Regions from separate parts of the Xenopus laevis genome. Here region 2 is linked to region 1. Evidence: chromatin contacts called from public Hi-C data. All regions are on one chromosome and are shown on one strand. Each heading gives the region's core, a stretch centred on a gene start, on an enhancer-like site or on the middle of the called end of the contact. The rest is flanking DNA. Distances are from core to core; before and after follow the strand shown. Region 1 holds the start of plpp3.S (phospholipid phosphatase 3 S homeolog). Region 2 has its middle 99 kb from the start of plpp3.S.

The links. A called contact is a pair of places that touch in the nucleus more often than the background predicts.
Region 2: a contact with region 1 is called in a Hi-C map of the XTC cell line, with 3 times the contacts expected there. The contact joins the enhancer-like site here to the promoter of plpp3.S in region 1. A contact is called at or near these places in 2 of 4 Hi-C or Micro-C datasets (the XL177 cell line and the XTC cell line).

Annotation. Positions count from the first base shown.
Region 1 is chr4S:68,070,138-68,076,410 of Xenopus_laevis_v10.1, reverse strand. It overlaps plpp3.S (phospholipid phosphatase 3 S homeolog), which reads right to left and starts at 4,759. Exons shown (of 6, transcript NM_001094026.1): 1 at 4,312-4,759. The coding sequence starts at 4,450.
Region 2 is chr4S:68,167,126-68,173,768 of Xenopus_laevis_v10.1, reverse strand. No RefSeq gene overlaps it. Among protein-coding and RNA genes, the nearest start is that of plpp3.S, 99 kb to the right of the region's middle. Within about 2 kb of position 2,503, at least 1 of the 7 cell types and tissues checked has an H3K27ac peak or open chromatin away from gene starts, as enhancers often do.

The sequences.
Region 1 (6,273 bases), core at 3,510-6,009:
GAAAGAGGAAAACTATAATTGTTTCCTCTCAATCCAAGGTACGTCTATGTAAAATATATATTTTGGTTTTTTTCTGTATATTTCTCCTTGTTTCATTTTATTTTTTTACATAAACCCAACCAAATATCAGTTTAGGCCAACAAGGAGAATATTTTTCCCTTTAAACTGGCTATCATATTTCTTATAGCTGGCGAGAGCTTATCATGTATTAAAACAAAGTATGACATGATAGACATGTATTCCTTAAGAAATGCTCACTAGTATGCTTGTCCAGAATATATCACCAGCTGCCTAAATATATAAAATGTAAAATAGATGCATCTGGGTAGTCTTCTTAAAAATAAATATTATGTTTGGTCCATTAAAAGACATCTACAGCTGTCCCAGATGTTTCCTACTGCAGAACCCTAGTGTTACTCAACATCTGGGATCCTATCTACTGTTTATTTACAGCCTTTAGAATACTCCACACATAAAGGCTCATAAGCTATCCTAACATGGAAAACAAATTATAAGTAGATTAGCTACATACTGATCAGCCATATTATGATTTCACTTTGCAGCTATAAATAAGTCTTTCTGAAGTTTAGATACTGTTCAGTGAAATCAAATCTGGAGATCATTATTCCTTCTCCAGGCTTCTACTTGTCAGGAAACCTTATAAGCTCAGTGTGATATTCCATTTCTGTTCTTAATGGCATAGATTCAAAACAGATTTTATATTTCATAATTATAATCAAGGACCAATAATTTGTCAAGCATACACTGGCACAAAAAACCCAAATAGACATACTATTATAAGATCATTCTCTTGGACAAGAGAGATACTATTTTGCCCTATGCAGTCCTTAAAGGACCAGAAACAACAAAAAATGAAGATGTTTTAAATAATACAAATATAATGCAGTGTTGCCCTGCACTGGTAAAATCACTGTGTTTGCTTCAAAGAAGAAAAGGCTCAGGTTACACAGCAGATAGCAGAAAAGCTCTGTAGAACATAATGATGTTATCTGTGATCCACTATTTAAAAGACCAGTAACATAAAACATTTTTTTTAAAAAATGTGTTTCTACATAATGAAGAAAAAATACCAAGACACATTTAACTTTCAATTCACAAAGTCTTTATTAAGAAATAACGTACCGATTCTCCGCTTGCGCTCTTCTTCAGAAACAGTGACAGGGTGGCGATCCATCATGCTGCACTCAATTTCTCCACCCTAGCTATCTCCTATAGAAGGCAGGGAGGATAAATCGAGCGCCGCACAATGTATCGTCGCCCTGTTGCCGTTTCTGAAGAGAAGCGCAAGCGGAGAATCGGTAAGTTATATCTTAATAAAGCATTTGTGGATTTAAAGTTAAAAGTGTCTTGGTGTTTTTTTTCCGTTAAATACAAGCAAATTTTTTTTAACATTTTTTTTATGTTACTGGTCCTTTAAGCTGTGCCATATAGCCTTTTTTCAATTTCCGGCATTGCTACACAGAAGCTTGTTTATATGAACTATAGTTGTGTTTCTGAAGCAAACAGATCAGTTTAACCAGTGCAGGGCAACACTACATGATATTTTCATTAGTTTAAAACACTTTCATTTTTTTTGGTGTTACTATTTCTTTAAATAAAAGGTGAATCAGAAAAACTGATGATTAGCCCAGATACCTATTTTAGAAAGGATTAACTAAAAACATTCAGTTACCCTGCCAAGTTTTATCTACTGATGTACTGTTATCTAGGATCTTTATTCTGGACCTCACCTGCCCTTTAGGTAAAGTCATAACCCCTCCAGTCAAATCACAGCAACTGTGATAATAAAACAGTTACTTGCCCTTCATATATTTTTAAGCAATCTTCCTTCTCATCCAGCTGTTTAATACCCTCATGGTTCTTTGGAACACATACCTAATCTTGTATGACACTTCCTTAAAGTATATTTATGCATAACGATTGATGGGAAAAGTTGCAATCTCTCCACGCTTGGTAGAAGGTAGCCTAACTTAATTGAGTTTGAAATTCCTAGCTCTGCCATTCAGAGTTCCATGGAACAATACAAACCAGATGCCCCTTGCGCAATGGTCTCCAAAATCCATTCTGCTTTTGATATCTGAAACTGAAATCAGTCCAGTGACAACTTCAGTAAAAAAAAGTGAAGAAAAAACTTTGGATGACGTAAAAAGCTAAACTCAGAAAAATGAAGTACATGTGTAAACACACACTAACACACACACCCTTGCACAAACAGTACCCTCTACAGGTCAAAGACCTGGCTAATGGCAAGAGAGGGCACACAAGCCAAGGGTCCGAAGGTTTTCAACTGGCAAAGGTAGCATCAGTATAAATGTAAACTGACTAAACCCCTATAAATGAAAGTATTATAAAGTAAATATCAGTGACAGTATATTTGTATTTAAAGAAGCGAAGATGCATCTGGCGTCTTTCTCTCTGCTTATCAAGTTACAGTCATTTTATAATACCAACAGAACAAAGACTTAAGAAAGTCAAACTTCTGTGAGCTACAACATTGCTGTTAAGGATGCTGGGTATTGTAGTCCAAGCAAAACTGCTGGAGTTCAGAGTCTAACGAACTTGATTACTTTTTAGGATAGTAAATACAATATTGCCAGTCAGTTTGGTGGTGAGCTTAGCTACATGAAAGTTTGGTCTTTTATATCAATTATATTACCAAATGCTACAGAAAACAATATTGGAAAAACTTTTAGCAACAATGTTAATCTTTTTCATTGAAGACTCACCAAAAAACATAACAGTTCTTTTTAAGGAGAACCTTTCTAGCTGTTTTGAATTGACTAAAAACATAACTGAGACCATGCACACAAACCACAAACAAGGTTAATTGGCTATTCCAGGGTTTTATGAGAAAAGTTCCCTAATCTGCACTTTGCTTGCAGCTCTGCACATAAAGTTTCATGCAGCACACACTGCGAAGTGCAGAAAGGGACCAAAACAACTCAACGCGGGATAGAGGGGGGTGCTTGGGACTTTGTGACAAACAACACCTCTAAATAAAATTGATGCAGCCCATGACTGTGTTACCAGAGTGCCTGTAGTTTGCCCATTAGGACCTTTCTGCTTTTGTCAGACCACACAACTGCAACTGGTTGCTAGGCTTAGGAAGTACTCAGAATTTGGTTGTTGGAATGGCAACATGAATGTCAGCACTGTGATAGGCATTACAAACCGATCAGCATGCACATAGTTCCTGTGTTATTTATAGATTGCATTAAACCTACAGGCTGCATACACTTGTTAGTAATGTATGTGTACTGCCTGAGCAGGAGTGTAACTGTGTGGAAATTTCAAAGATTGAGCTCTTGTATCCTCTGGCCAAGTTTCTGTGTTTATGGTGTATGGCCACTGATAATGAATTAGGATGTTTAGATAGTAAGAAAAATAATCTGCCAGACAGCAATTTACATATTAAAGTTATATACACAAGGGCTTAAGTGCAACAAGATAAACTGGTCCAGAGCATCACTGTTTTTATTAGGTACTTTCCATTTTTCATTTTTTACTGATAACTTTCAAGTTGAGAAGTGTGACTCAAATGGCTGTTCCCATAAATGGCTGTTCACATGTATATAAAACAGTTGGGAGAGAGTCCCATAATAACAAAAAAAAACACTGAAGCAGAATTTAGGAGATGCAAACCGCTCTGATATCATGGGGTCGGAATATAAGACTGCGGAATCAATCAGAGCAATGGTGTGGATACTGTATGTTTTCTCCTCTCATATATTGGCAACTGTACAACTTTCATGCACAAGTCAAACTTCTCACCAAGCTTTAATGGGAAGCAGGCTCTGACTAGTGGAAAGGCTTGATCATTTCAGTCCCAGCACTATTTATTAAAATGTTACTTGCTTATTCTGCAGTATGGCATCAGGGTAGATCTGTCTTCAATCAGCAAGAAATGTTTTGATCTGGATACTGGGGGAAAAGGTGGAGTGTTTAAATTAGAGAATACTAAACTTCTAGTATGTTTCTAGTTAACCCCAGTTCATTGCCAGAGGAGTAATGCACAGAATGGGATGCCCAACCTGTGGCTCTCCAGCTGTTCAACCACTAATAATGCCAAGAACTAGTCTAGTTCACAAAATATCCAGTGTCAGGGCTCCATAAATTTAAGTAGAACCTATATAAAAACTGCATGTAGAGGTTCCAGTGGTAAAGGCAGATCTGCTGAAAGTTGTCAGATGTTAGTTGGGGAGCCACAGGTTGGGAATGGCACCCTAAATGGCAGCTAAATCAGTAAGTAGACTATAAAATGCAGCAGCAGCAGCAGAAGAGGCTACTTACCCACTATGAGACAGAAGACATCCAGGAGTATGAGCAGGACCCTCCTGCAGTTGCTGCTGCCATTGTTGTTGTTTAGTGTTGCGGTGCCCCCGTTCCTGCTGTCGGGGCCCATGGCTTTGTCATACTTGTAGTTCTGCATGCTAGACGAGCAGCTAGAGACGATTTTCTTTAGATCCAGGCTGCCCAGGGTTGCGCACAACTCGGTGACTTCTGTTAGTAGATGATGTTGTAACCAGCAGTTCCTCTGCGCGGAGCAAAGTCCTTCAGCCTTACAACTTTTTCACAAGTCACAGTCCAAGTGGCAGGAAAGTGTCGCTGCGATTCGTTACGATTGGATGTGTGTGCCGCAGTCCTGTGTGTCGGGTTGCAAGTTGTCAATGAATGGGGGGGTGATACAAAGCGCTGGCAGCCTGTTGCACAAAGGCTCAGTCAGTTCAGGCTCAGTCAGTTCAGGCTCAGCTTCTCCTGCCTGTGCTGCTCGCCTGCTGCCTTTCTGCACTTTTATTTCCACCCCCTAAAATAACTGCCTGCTCTTGGCTCACATGGGATTTCCATGTACAGCCCCCTTCCTGAAACTGACTTATACATATGATAATTAACTGCACATTTGTTTCCAGAAAAAAAAAAATCGCGAAAAAGAGCTGAGCCGGACAGAATGCGAGAGCCCCTAGTGTTCGCAGAGAGCGCAAACGACTTGCAGACAGAAACCTGTGGCAGCCGGGACGCTAGGGCTTTTGGCCACGCCCCTAAGGGGGGAGCTGAGGGGGAAAAAAGGATAACTAGCAGCATGACAGGTAAAGGAGGACAAAATGAAACGGTGAAAGTACAAAGTAGCCAAGGTAAGGGTTTGTACTTTGGAAACCAGTCAAAGTTTTTCGTTGCCCTAATGTGCCAAGCCTGTGTCTCCCAATGCATATTGGGTAATGTAGTTTTTGTTTAACAATTTGCCGACTGCCAAGTTCAATGTCAGTTTTTTTTTTGTTTTTTTTTTAGAAATTGTTTTTATTGAAAGTTTGGTTGCAATCGTGTCATACAACAGTGGGCCGAATAAGTCCACGTAATAGTCATCAATGTTAAAGAAAATGCAAGCCATATAAGATATGATACATTCAAAGAGAAAAAGAAAACAGAAACATAGAACATAAAAAGAAAACAGAAATATAAAACAAAGCTAGCATAACATTACTTGCTGTGGATTTGCAGCATGTATATATCAATATTCCGAGGTTGAACACAGATTTCCGGATTTAAAGAAACAGGTTAGATGTATTTACCTTAAGTAAGACGTCAAAAGTCTATTAGTACGGTGACTCCTGGGGGGTGAACTCGTGGGCGGTCTAGTTTCTCGAAGTGAGTTTTGGATGTAGTCGTTTGTTTCTTGTAGCAAAGAGTTGCCTTTCAAGATTTCCATGTCATACCATGTAGTGTTTATGAAGGTGTGAGTGGTTAAGAATCGAAGTGGTGAGGGAAGACTAGTGATGTAAGTAGTCCAAGTGGAGAAAAATTTCTCCGCATGTAAATCTTTTCTCGTCATGGCCTCTAGCCAATCCATATGAAAGATATGGTGCAGCTTCTGTTTCATAAGTGTAGTCGATGGGATTTCCGTAGACAGCCATTGGTGTAAAATTGTTTTCCGAGACGCTGCCGCCAGCCTAGCTGCTAAATGTTTCTCCCCTCTATTTAAAGTAGGGTATTGTTGAGTGATGCTAAATAGGGCCCATTCTAGTGTTGGTTGGATTGGTTTGTTCGTCATTTGTAACCAATAAGAGATTATCTCCAGCCAGAAGCTTTGTATTAGGGGGCAAGACCAGAGCATGTGGAGAAGATCCGCTTTAGGGGCCGTGCATCGAGTGCAAGTATCCGAGGGGGCATTTCCCATCTTATATCGTTTTGCTGGGGTGAGGTATGCATTGTGAAGAATTTGCAGTGTCATTTCCTGGTACCTACTCGATGACAACAACT
Region 2 (6,643 bases), core at 1,254-3,753, 100 kb before region 1:
CACAAAGAGCAAAAGAGGTTTTTTAATATTATGGGGCTAGTCGTGTTGTTAGTTTCCAAGGTGCCCTTAGTCATGTGACCTGTGCTCTAATAAACTTTACTCACTCTAGGTTGAAGTTATATAATGCCCCTCCCACCCCACCCCCAGCAGCCTCTCACTAGTAAAAATTCAAATCCCACTACGACTCTTACAGTTACATTCATCAGGAGAAACAATAGCTTATCTAAAAGAAGTTACATTAGAAAGAGCTGGTTATTTTTGAAAGCAAAGGATCAGACACAATGACCTGAGATGGCTGCCTACACACCCATATTACAGGTAAAAATAATACACTTATTGGTTCAATTTTATATGATAGACTGGGTTATTTGTAATGTACACAGTATAATTTACAAACAAAAGCTACACCATAAAAATCATGACAGTATTCCTTGCAAGTTCTCCAGGAATTTAAAGCATCAGCAACACCAGACAATAAAAGGATTTATATGAAATTCTATACATTATAATGCACTGATACCCTGCACTGCTACAACATGGTATCTTTGTATGAGGAACACAACTACAGTTTATAAAAATACATTGCTGTGTAGGCATATAGGCAACTATTTTGAATTAGACCTGTAGGAACCATGATTACAAAACAAAAGCTGCATAGAATACAATAGTTTCAGTTCCTACAGGAAACTAAACAGGAGCCAAATGTCATTCATATAGAATGAAAACATTTCTAATCAAAATAGAACATTTCTTGTCAAGAAATAATGTTTGTAAGTGCTGGAAGAACAGATACATTCTTTAAAGTTAAACAAATATTTTCACCTTGGCTTAACTTGAGCTTCATATAGCCTATTAATAGCCCTGCTGTAGAGCCTGCAATAATTATGTCATACGTATAATGTAAAGTGTCAGTGGCTGAAAAGTAATATTGGGCTCCCAAATATGAACGCATTTCCTTTCATGAATCATTTCACTCATTTTATCAGTGTATCATGGTGCCATTGTATGTTGCACTGTGCCTTCTGTTGAACTAAAAATCTGGGGCAAAGCACATACAGTAGTGCAGGTCATACAGGAGTACAGATGTAATTGTGAAAATGGATTGAAGATGGTATGAGGAGGAATGCAAGATTCTGCCTTTGGTGAGCGAATAACAGCCTACACTTAGGTGCAGATTTATCAAAAGTCGAATTTCTAAATTATGTGATTTTTTTTTTTAACTATAATTAATATGAATGTACTCACAACTCAAATGGGAGGTTATTTATGAACGTCTAATATTCGATCGAATACGAACTACCGAAAATTTGAATCAAATTTGAATCGAGTTTTCCTCCGGAAAAAAACCCCTTTTAATGTCAGGAAGGCAAATAAAAATCTCAAATGGTTTTAATTCAAATTTACCATTAAAACCTTAATACATATTCCCCTTAGAAGCTACAGCAAAAGGTGAAAAGTGAGGATATAAGCAAATAAAAATTGGAGGGTCTAGTAAGTCTGATAGAATGTGTAAATGAGAAAAATTTCCAAAATAAAAAGATAAAATGGAGACATATAAAACAGCATTATATACTTTAATAACAGTTGTCGAGACAGAAAAAAGACAACTGCATGTCAGTTTTGCAATCTCTTTAGCTGTAATGGATTGTACCCTAATGGAAGTGATTCAGATCTGCTGGGGGAAAATATGACCAAGAGGCTGGAGGAGAGTTTAAACTAGGCAAGTGGTATGAGTTAGCAGTATGGAGAAACTAGTACAGATAGGGCTGCGTGATTAGAATGGGGTCCTTGGAGGCGAATAAGGGGGCACATAGTATAAGAGAGATGGCAATCCTACTATAACAAATGATGAACTAAATAACTAACTAATTAACTAAATAGTATATGTGATCCATTGAACCATTTGGAGAGTCTCAAAGATGTGACCATGCACTTAAAATGTCATCACAAATAAAGAGAAAGAGTTATACTTTAGATATAGTGCATACTAATCAACCTTGTATCCAATGAGCATGTTGTTGCATAAGAGACAGGGAGTTACCTATCTTTGTGTGTCTCTTCATATGTATATTAGATCAATAAATAGAATAGCAGAGTGCTCTAATTATTACTTTGCCAATACTGCAAAGAAATTTCATTAATGACAATTCTCACTATACATACCACATATACATACTTGTTTATATCATTTTATAATCTCAGTTTAGCTTATAGTCTCCTTTGTATCATCATATAATTATGCATTGTTTGCTACTTGCCGTATCCTATTTCTTTTCTGAACTAGCATTTGCATTTTAATTATTGGCACATGGTTTTCCTTATGGCAGGTTTTTTTTTCAACTATAAAGAGCAAAGGAAGGCAAAATTATTCCATCAGATGCTGGCAGGGCCCGAATTAGGGGTTTGCAGAAGAGGCAAGTGTCTAGGGCACAATGCTTGGGGGGCACCAGGCACGTACCTACACGTATCCTACCCCTAGCCTGGCCAGTGCCCCCTTACTGTGCAGTTTCTCTCCCCCAAGCATTCATACAGTATGCAGCCCTGAGCAAACATGCATGAGCTCGTCTCCATATATGCGCATACACATGAGCGTGCGACTAGATGGTAGCAACTTGGCCGGCCGGGTTGCCTAGGGAGCTGGTCAGCTTGGCCCGGCGTTGGAAAGTGTCAGTGGCTGAAAAGTAGTATTAGGTTCCCAAATATGAACGCATTCCCTTTCATGAATCATTTCACTAATTTTAACTCCATGCACTCAGTATTATATAATAATACTTTCCTCCACAAGTTTTATTATTTAACAAGGAACAGGGTTATTTATTTTATTTCAGGGTAACACAGGACAACAAATCATCAAGATTTATTGTAGGTGGAAGCACTGCAAGTAATATAACAAGAGTGCAGATGTTTCTAGTACAACCCATTACCTCAGTGCTCATTAGATCACACAATCTTTATTTTTTCTACCAGCTTTAATAGCACGGTTATTTTCTGTCTCATTTGGATTCTTAACATTTGTATACTTTAAAATGATTGTGTTTTCGCTCCTTCGTTTGATTGTTATTATCTCCCTCACCCACTGTAACACTTTATGAAGTCATCAGCGATCTAATCGGAAATTGGGATTTCTTACGATTTTCTATGCATCTTATTAGATTTATTAGACTTATTAGACTATTGTTGTAAAGTAATTGTCAGAGTACCTTGTGGTCGAGGGTCTGGATGAAGTTAAAGATAGAAAAACTGGGCCCAACATGAACCTATCCCCAAAGGCGTTGGGAGCCATGTCATTCCCCCCACCCCCCATTCCTACCTTAGTTGGCTTTCACCCTAGTCCTCCCCAGTCTCAACACACATTAGTGGAAAGCCCCTTCACAACCCATGCCAATACTAACCCACCTATTAGATGGAGGAGAAATTGATCAGTGTTTCTTTGTTTCTATATTAGACAAATGTAGATATTTTGTATTAATTTGTTACAACTAACATGCTTTACTATATTCACAATATGTTTGAAAAAACATTTAACCTTATAAATAATAATTTAAAAAAAAAGTTACACAGGGAAAGAAAATTTACAACTTTGTATAAAAGCCCTAGTATCCCTATAATGACCAGGCTTTCTTGTTATTTATCAATATGTAATAATACGTTTTATTTCATAACTTTATAACCAAAAAGCCAGGTTGGACCTCAAAATAACATTACTAATAATTTTAAATGCTGAAGAGGCCAGGAGCCTGTTGAGTTTCTTGTTTATATTAGCTAACACCAAACTGTTTATTTATGTCCGGACTGAGAATACCTAGCTTAAGGTTTGTTGACTGAAAAGGCTATTCATTTTTATTCTCAAGGGAACGCACTACTTTAGTCAAAAACTGAAACTAAAATAGAATTCCTGGTAAATAGCTCACATGAACATCACAGCTATGTTTCTTTCCTGCAAAACAGATAAACTGGTAAATATTTGATGTATCTGTACAAACACACATAGAGAAGTATTATAGAAAGGGTCACAAAAAGTATCAAAATAAGTATATTTACACTCCAGCATGCTTTGCTATATTTCCAAACAATCACCAAGTACCAAGTAAGATAAAATTAGTGAGTACAGTGAAGATTTAACAGTTTCTTTGGAATGAAGAAAAAAAGAAAACATTGGCAGCTTTTAAATGCTGACATTTTTCTTTGCTACAAAAGCCCATTCGGGTAAAATTAAAGAAATTGCCAAGGTTTTTTAACCTCAAACTCGTGAGTTAGGAAACTCATGTGTGGTTTCCTTAAAGATAAAAAAACTTTGAGTAATAGTAAATAGGCCCGTAACTGTAATATGCCTGTCCCAGATGCAAAAAAAGAAATAATCTACAAATAAAATATATAATTAAAACACCAATATATAAGCTGAATAAATAATAAATAGCCTGTAACCAATTGTCCAGAAAGCTCAGAATTACTGTAAGGTGTCTCCCATTATTCTAATTATACAATTCTAATTTTTAAAAATTATTTTCTTTCTCTCTGTAATAATAAAATAGTAGCTTGTACTTGATGGTAACTAAGCTGCATGAATCTTTATTGGGGGACAAAACATTCCTATTGGATTTATTTAATGTTTAACGTATGGTGATCAAAATCCCTTATACAGAAAAGCCCAGGCTCCAAGCATGACATGGGCAGGGACAATTACCTGCCTTTTTCCCCCAAACTGGCCTAGGAATAACCAACTCACTCACCATACATTTTATTTGTTGGAGTCTTTTTGTCCACAGCTTTATTGCACAAAATATTATTCAACAATAGATAACACATATATCAATAACAGTTATATTAACAACATTACAAACATACAAATATGAACAGTGATATACCATAAACTTTTTAATCCTCTGCAATGCCCCTGGCAATGGACCCAATTAGGTGCATGCAATCGTATAAGCCACCAGCCGCTTGTGCCTTCTAGCATGATGGGTACGCAGGACTGCATGCTAACACCAATACAACATACCCTCCCAGAGACCACCGCTCTTAAGCTGGCCATAGACGCAAAGATCTGATCGTACGAATCGAGGATTCGTGCGATTTTCGAACCGTGTGTGGAGAGTCCCGACATTTTTCGTCAGGCGGAGATCGGTCGTTTGGACAGGTTAAAAGATTTCTGTCGGCTGCCGATAATATCTCTGCGTGTATTGCCGATCGTACGATTTTCAGTGGGAGACTGTCAAGCTTTGGTTGGACATAGATATCGTACGATTGCGGTCAGGGGCGAACATTGCTGATCTGTTCTTTAACTAATCTGACTGGTAAGACTTTGATCTGAATGGTTAGTGGCGGGTTGGGAGATGGGAAAGTCCGATCGTACGATGATTTGTACAATCGGATCTTTGCATCTATGGCCAGGTTTAGAGAGGAACACCACCAACCAAGTTCCATTAACCAACTTGGGACTTGGTAAAAAACGCCACTTAATTAACTCTCCCCATTGCCAGGGACCCGCCGCCCAGCTGTGACAACGGGCTATTCCCTCTCATCACCTCTTGGTTAGTCAGCCCAATACTCACCATTCCACATCAACTTATCCTGTGCCCCACTAACCCAGGCCACAATTGTGACAACTAGCACAAAGGGTTAATACAAGGGAGGGATGGTGGGACTCCTTTTCTTCTTCCAAAATGGATGCCCTCCTTAGCAGTTAGTGCTATACATCCCTTTACAACTCCACCCCCCCAACTACGTCACTAAAACCATTGCTAATCCCCTGCCAGGCAGCTTTGTCCCGCCCCTGTCATGCACCCTTTGCCAGCATGCACTGTCCTGGGTTTCACTTTTTTGATAATAGATCCTACACCTGTAATTTGCAATATATCTCAATACTTTTTATTTTAATCTCTGTTTTTGGGACTGGTCTACTAGCCATTAGTTAACAAGCCCTGAATTTCATTTAGCTTGGGCTCTGTCATGGCTATAAATTGCAAGTACAGTCTCATGGTCCATAATGCTTGGTTTACTTGTGATTCAGGACCACAGTTTCCATGACCAGCACACTTATGACTCTTCCAATCAATTGTTTGCTATGGGTGTGATGTGTGCAAACTTTAGATGCTTTATTACCAGAATGCAGGGTGCTTGATACAAAAGTGAACTGCATTGCTTTTATTATTTCTTCCACCATCTTGCATGTATTAGTTACAGAAGAAATGGCAATTCAGTTAAATATAATTAGGTTTTGAGACTGGGATTTTGTTGTTTGTTTTTTCATTCTCATCCTCATCACTAGTTCAAATTTTACCAGATTACTCTTTCTCTCTCCCCGTTCATCTTGTATAGATTTTAGTAAACTGAATTTCATGCTTCACATACTAATGAAATAAGGTTTTGGGAAGTGTCAGAATCTGTGTATTGGTCAAGGAGTATGGGAACAAAAAGTTTCCATTAGAACTGCTGATCCTAACTTTGTTCCTCTACTGTTTCCATTTTTGGAAGTTGGCTAATGCTATCAGGAAGAAGCTATCAATTAATATGTATAGATGAAATTTGAGTTTTTTTACTTGGCATCACTTACTAATTAAAAATACTCCTCAAAATGTATTTCAGCATATTCCTGACCTAAACTAAAACTTACAAAATAGAACTAATATTTCAACTAAAT